Linked DNA regions of Zea mays: region 1 is linked to region 2. A link is a contact called in public Hi-C data. All regions are on one chromosome and are shown on one strand. Each heading gives the region's core, a stretch centred on a gene start, on an enhancer-like site or on the middle of the called end of the contact. The rest is flanking DNA. Distances are from core to core; before and after follow the strand shown.

Region 1 (3,271 bases), core at 441-2,940, 170 kb after region 2:
CATGGTACAGAAACGAATGTCACATCATTTATATGTAACGAAGTTCTGTACAAAATAGTTAAATAGTTACATCATACGAAGACAACGATCAGCAACCATAGTTGATAGGGAGACGACGGCCTAGACCACTCATGAACTCATCACACGATCCTTCATGCGCCTCATCATGTGGTACCTGTTCTTGACCTGGGGGATGTGAGTACAGCAAGGATGAGCTCACATACATTCATTGCTCAACAAGTTGTGGGGAATAATGTGCATGAACTCACCAAAAGTGGGAGCTCATGTGAAGTGTAAAGCTTACCAAAGGAGATGGTTAAAGCTGAGCATTGCTTTTAGAGTTGGACAAAATTTTATTAGCACTTACTAAGTAAAAGTAGATACTATCCCAAACAAATAAGAGATCAAAATTAATAGTACACCCATAATGCAATGCATATGACAAATTGAGTTTAGTTCCATAGGTTAATCATGTGAGGGTCCGAGCTGCTCATGACCGTGAGCACAACTAATATACCAGTTTTACACTTTGCAAAGGTTGCACATCTTTACCCACAAATTGTGTATCCCATCTAGCCAGGGTTTGCAAGGCCCTTAGACACTTCCGAGGTGAATGGCTAGGGATCCACTATGAGGCCTTTACAAAGTTCCACTAGCTTCAGAAAACCCACTACGATTTCTGAGAAGGGCAATATTGGAATCCCTCATCCGAAAAGCCATCGCAGCATGATCAACCAAAGAACCTCTCTATACACAACTCCTCTACCGCCCTTGCCCCTTTTGAGTAAGGTAGTCCTCCACTAGCTTTCCTAATTAGTCAGCCAAGGGCGTCCCATACCATAAGTATCTTATCCAAGGTGTAACATTAATTTCTCAAAACTAGGTAGAGCGATAGCAAAACTCCCCAATAGTTCTTTTGTATCCAAGGTGTGGGATAAACAATGCTAGGGATACCTATTAGGTCACATCAAATTAATCTGAGCATGTCATAGTGATTAACATGAACATTATTAGGTAAAGAAGAGTGATCAAGGGCACAACTTGCCTTAGACTCGAGATTCCCAGGTACCAACTTGGTCTTCAAGTGACTCATAACCTCGCTGCTATTCGTAGCAATACAAACAAACATGGTATAGAAAAAACTAACATCACACCAACCATAAGCACAAGCTACCTTATAATGTTCTACGCATCATAACGAGATCCCAGGTTCGAGAACCACTAAATACGGAGTTACTGTTATAAAGTTATGATTTTCTGAAGATTTAAGTGTTGGGTACAAAAGAAATTAAGTGCATAATTTTAATTTATGTTTCATAACAAAATAAAGTTACTAGGGGATAAACAATATTATTATGAATTTAATGCAACTGGAATGGATTAAAAAGGAGTTAAAATAAATTAAATATGAATTAAACAAATTTCTGGAATTATTTTTATACTAAAACCAATTTCCATATTTAACTTATTTAATCCTGGGCTGCGGACACAAAACCCAGGAAACCGGGTTCATTCTGCAAATTCCAGTGACTTATTTGTTATTCATTCTGACCTAACATGGACGGTGGGTTGATTATTATATAAATGAGGGGCTCTTAAGGAAAAAGGCTATGGCGAAGGGGTATCTTGCGATCTAAGTCGTCCATCCATCAATCTGCGGCTTGGATAAGATATACCATAACTCGAACCGATATCTAGTGATAGCCACCCGATCTATGATCAACGGACCACAGCGACCCACACCATTATATAACCGAAGCCCTTAGATCAGCGATCGATGGCCACGATTGAATACACTAAAGCGTTTTCCTGTGATCTAATCTGGATCGCTCATCGGGAGATCAACGACCCCCGCGGCTTTTCCCTTCCTAATCACCCAGGCCACGGCGGAGCGAGCGCCCCACGGTGGAGCATTGCCGCTGCACACCCAATCCTGGCCTCCTAGTACCAATCTCCTACGGAATTCAGTGCTATGCAAAGGATCCAGAATGGCGAAGCTAGTGGTGGCGTCTTACCGGAGGATTAGGTCGCTAGGAACGTCTGCCCACGAAGAAGGCGGATCCGCGGCGAAGTCTTAGCTCCAGCGAGCGGTTCACGAGCTCTGAAGGGTTATGTGCCCACCACTGCACACACACAAGTTCCAACCCGGTCTCACGATGCTTCCTGACCAGCTGCCAAAGCCAGAATGGTCCCTCCCCCGGGAAGATCAACGGCGGCGGCAAGCTTCACTTTGTCCCTCACTAAACTTCTCTTCGTCAGTGAGGTTCACGCACGTGGTTCTGGGTTTAATGCAGTGGTCAGCGACCTAGGCTTAAATAGTCTGGGGGGAGGGGGCGAAGTCCGTGCGGTTGTTGCGACGCCCTCCGCGGGATTCGCGATGACTGTTGTCGTCGACGCCGCGCCGGGTGGACGACGGATCTGGCCACCCGTGCCCACCCGCCAGAGGCGCAAAGCTCCTAGGTGACCGGTGATCGCCTGCCCATGAGGTCGACCTGCCCGTGGCACGGCGCGCGTGGAAGGAGGGGAAACAGAGTGGCCCACGATGATGTTGGGCCGAGCAGGTGGTCTTTCAGCCTAGCGACTTCTTTTATTTTTTTTATCATTTCTATGTTTTCTTTTTCCTTTTTGATTTAGAATCTGAATTTGATTCATGTTTAAACCTCAAATTTCGAAAATGCATCAGACCAAGGTTTCATCATGTTTTTGCAGAAATATTTCATTTATTTCTACTGTATTTATTTATTCACTAATATTTTAACCCACGTAGTTAATGAAAGGAATATCCCACTTGTTTTAACACACATGAAAAATCTTCTTGTTATTATATATCTAAATCATATGTTATAAAGACACAACTACTATTACATAATTTTATACTAAAAGATAGTTTTATCTCAACCTATCTAGGAATTAATATCTCCAATTATTTTAGCCCAAAAGAAGAGTTTAACTCATAATTCTTGTATATATAATCCAATCGAAGTATAATTTAGTTTCTAAGTATCTTTCATGTTAGTCTTTTATTTAGATAATATATTCATTTTGGGCCATTTTTAGTTATTAATGTTATAAATTCTAAAGTAGAATTTTGGGTGTTACAATTCTGCACAACTTGTTGAGCGATGAACGTATGTGAGCTCACCGTTGCTATACTCACATCCCCTAGGTCAAGGATAGGTACTACAAGATGAGGAACATGAAGGATGTCGCGATGAGTTCGTGAGAGGTCTAGGTCATCGTCTCCCAGGTGAGAGGTTTAGGCCATCATCTT
Region 2 (3,429 bases), core at 195-2,694:
TTTTAAGCCCTTTTGTCCCTGCTCCTCCTCCCCTCTACATTTTTTCTACATAATTTCTGAACCTCGAACTTTATTTACATACAAAAAGGATCTGTGATAAAATTACCTAAACTCGCTGTAATTGTTGGGGGTGGAAGGATGGGACGGGTTTATATAAAAGTACTAGTTTTTTTTTACTTTTTAGGGGGGTAAGATTTAGGACAAACCGATCCCTCTCAATTCCTCCCCTACCCCCTCCTCTTCTTCTACCTCCAACAAGGTGCTCGTGGCTCTTGCGTGCCATGGATGGAAGGGCGGGGGAGGAGGGTCTCAGGGTGCTGGCTGTTGTATGTGCACAGTCTAGGCCATGGCGGTGATGCCATGGCCACGGCCGCCGCGGCCGCGGTCGAGGCAGTCAAAACCCTCGACGCGGACCGCGGCGGGCTGGAACGCGAACCGCGCGCGGGCACACCCGCGCGGCGACATGGACGGCGCCGCCGTCGACGGGCGCGGGCTTGGCCGGTGCACGGGCAGCCCTGGCACGGGCATGGGCGGGCAGTCCGCGCCGAACCTGCTGTCGTGGACCACCGGGTTCGACGCTCGCCGCGGCGGCGAGCCGCAGAACAGCGGCGGCTGCGGGGACGCCGACGACAGGCCGCTCTCGTCGCCCTGAAAAGAGCGTTCGGACAGGGAAACGTCAGCGTCATGTACTAAAAAAACACAAGTCCAGGGACGAGGCGCCAGAAGGATCCAAGCACCTTCGAGAGGAGGAGGTCGAGCAGATCCGTGCCGGCGTCGGAGAAGCCGCCGCTCTGATGGCACCGCAGCGGCGCCGCGGGGCGCCGCGGCTTGGGGCAGAAGAGCGGGCTCTTAGCGTCGGCGGCGCCGGCGGGCGCGGCGACGGCGACCGCAAGGGGGCTCTTCATGGCGGCGGCGAAGTGGCTCATGCTTTCGTCTTTTTTTGTTTTGTTTTCTGGTTAGTCCGGTTAGATCTAGAATTTGTACAAACCCTGCAAAAAGAAGAGAGAAAAAAAAAAGAACATGGCAAGAAACGGTTAGCTACATCAGTTCAACTAGCGACGAAGAAGAAAAAAAAAAGATCTATGGTCGACTATGGCGAGGCAAAGCTCGATGAAGGGATTAGTGACAGTATTGTGCAAGAACGCATGTTATTTACGCACGAGGCAGCAAGGCACGGGCTCAGCTATTCGTAAGAAGGGATGGAACGCAGGGCAGGAGGAGAGGGAGAGAGGGCGCCATGTCTACCTGAAGCTTTTGCCTCTGGATCTCTCCTTCTCCTAGGCTAAGGAGAGATGGAGAAGACGACTCCCCCCTACCAAGAAAATAAAACAAAAACAAGAAAAGAAAAGGAAGGCTCAAGCTTTGAGTGGAGCCGCGCTGGATGAGGAGGAAGAAAGGAAAAGGTGGGGAGTGGGTGCCTTAAATAGCCCAAAAACGATGCGGCACCACAAACCACACGAGAAAGAAAGAGAGAGAGGGGGCCGAATATATATTTATTTTTTTAAAAAATGTTGCATCTGGGGAACAGATTGAGCAGAAGCCGGTGGCAGACAGGACAGGATGAAATTTCGGCATGCACGGCATAACACAGCGGACATGATTGCCGGGTTTTTTTCATCTTGTGCCTGGTCAAAGGGCCTTTTCTCTCTCTTTTTTCTGTTTGAAGATGGCCGTCATGTACGCGTGTGTTAACATCTATCCTATATTATTATACTATATTATTAAGAAACTAATACGATATCTAGTGCTACCATGTCCTCTGTTCTAAAAATTTGAGATTAACCACTAGATCACACATAAATTAGTATTTAAAAATAAATAATAATTATATAACAATGGACAACTGACTAGTTTTAAATTATATTGAATTCGTACTGTAGATGTGCTCCACCCCACCCCACCTCTCTTTGCTTCTTGTGTGCAGTCTTCTTGTAGCCTTGATCTCGCAGCAGCTAAACGGTCATATACTCTACCGTTTAAAATTTGGTTAGCACGTATAGTAGGCCTCGACAAATATGAATAAGATAGTGTGTATACAAGCTAGTTTTGACCACAGAGGGGATCGGAGGTGCAGGCGTGCAGCGAGGACATCAAAGCCATGTGTGTGTGGTGGGGTGTTTGTACGAGTGAGTGGACAAGTGAAGGGCAATGTCTGTGCTAGCTAGCTAGTGGCCATGTGACATGTGAGTGTGAGGCCATCAAGGACCGGCCTCGCTGAGTAATGAATTATAAATATGGCCATGTCTTCAATCACGCAGTACTCTACTTGTACTATGCTTTATTTTTAATTTCACCATCTGCCAAAGGCTGCCGACTGCCTGCCGTTTCTTTCGTCGTCTTCACCCTCCGGGCCTCCTTCGCTGCTTCCGGCTCTCCTTGCCCACCCTCTGCCCTCCACGCAGACTGCTCGACCGGCGGCGTCTTCATGGCGCTCGCCGGAAGGTGCTGGCGTGAGGTTTCCTGCCCCGACCACACGCCGTGCGGCTGTTGACTCCAACGGCTTGCCGCTTTACCTGCAGTGGGGGATGGGCCGGTGGGGTGACCATGTTTATTACGCCAAGATGCTATGCTACTATATCTATCATCGCTACTGGAATTTAGGTCTTTATTGAGTGTCAACTTTTTATCGAGTGTTTTATTTTTGACACTCGTCAAAAAGTTTTTTATCGATTGTTTTTTTAACACTTGGCAAAAAACTTTTTTGCTGAGTGAATGTTTTTAACACTAGATAAAGACAATTTAAAAATCACATTTTTAAGCAGTTAATTAATTCAAATAAACAAATTAACTACAAATTTATATAATTCATCAAGATCTACAATTTATATTTTAATCATTTCTTCATATGACAAAATAAAAGTAAATTTGTTTATAAAATCTATATCTTTTTTGTAGTTTATGAAACTACAAGAAATATGTATAAGATTTGTAAATAATGTTAGAACTATCATGTGGAATGAACAAATGACCAAACAATTAAAATAAAATTTTGTAGATTTTGAAAAGTTATAGAATTTTGTAGTTGGCAACCTTTTCATCTAAAGTCATCTTGTCAATAAAAACTATGTATCAATTTTTTTAAAAATAAATTTGAATTTTGAAAACGCCTCGAATGAAAAAACCCATCAACATGAAACTTTATAGTTGACAATGTTTTGGTTTGAAATCATTTTGTCATGCAAACTATGTTAGAATTTTCATACTATCTCGGATGGAAAAACCATCAAAATAAAAAGTTGTAGGTCCTGAAATGTAATGAAACTTTGTAATTAACAATTTTTTATTTGAATCATCTTATCATAGAAAAATTTGTGTGAAGTTTTCAAATTTGAAATTCAAATTTTGTAAACGGCCTCGGATGTAGAAACTATCAAAATAGAAGTTATAGATCTTGAAAAGTTATGCAACTTTATAGTTGACAACATTTTC

Evidence for each region. A called contact is a pair of places that touch in the nucleus more often than the background predicts.
Region 1: a Hi-C map of leaf shows a contact between it and region 2, with 5 times the contacts expected there. The contact joins the enhancer-like site here to the promoter of LOC103650465 in region 2. A contact is called at or near these places in 9 of 25 Hi-C or Micro-C datasets (bundle sheath, ear, endosperm and 3 more).

What each region holds. Positions count from the first base shown.
Region 1 is chr3:118,847,556-118,850,826 of Zm-B73-REFERENCE-NAM-5.0, forward strand. No RefSeq gene overlaps it. Among protein-coding and RNA genes, the nearest start is that of LOC103652139, 93 kb to the left of the region's middle. Within about 2 kb of position 1,691, at least 20 of the 20 cell types and tissues checked have an H3K27ac peak or open chromatin away from gene starts, as enhancers often do. A contact at or near this core is called in bundle sheath, ear, endosperm and 3 more, where this site is marked.
Region 2 is chr3:118,677,745-118,681,173 of Zm-B73-REFERENCE-NAM-5.0, forward strand. LOC103650465 reads right to left here and starts at 1,445. Exons shown (of 3, transcript XM_008676056.4): 1 at 1,246-1,445; 2 at 738-989; 3 at 1-648. The coding sequence starts at 926. The coding sequence ends at 340.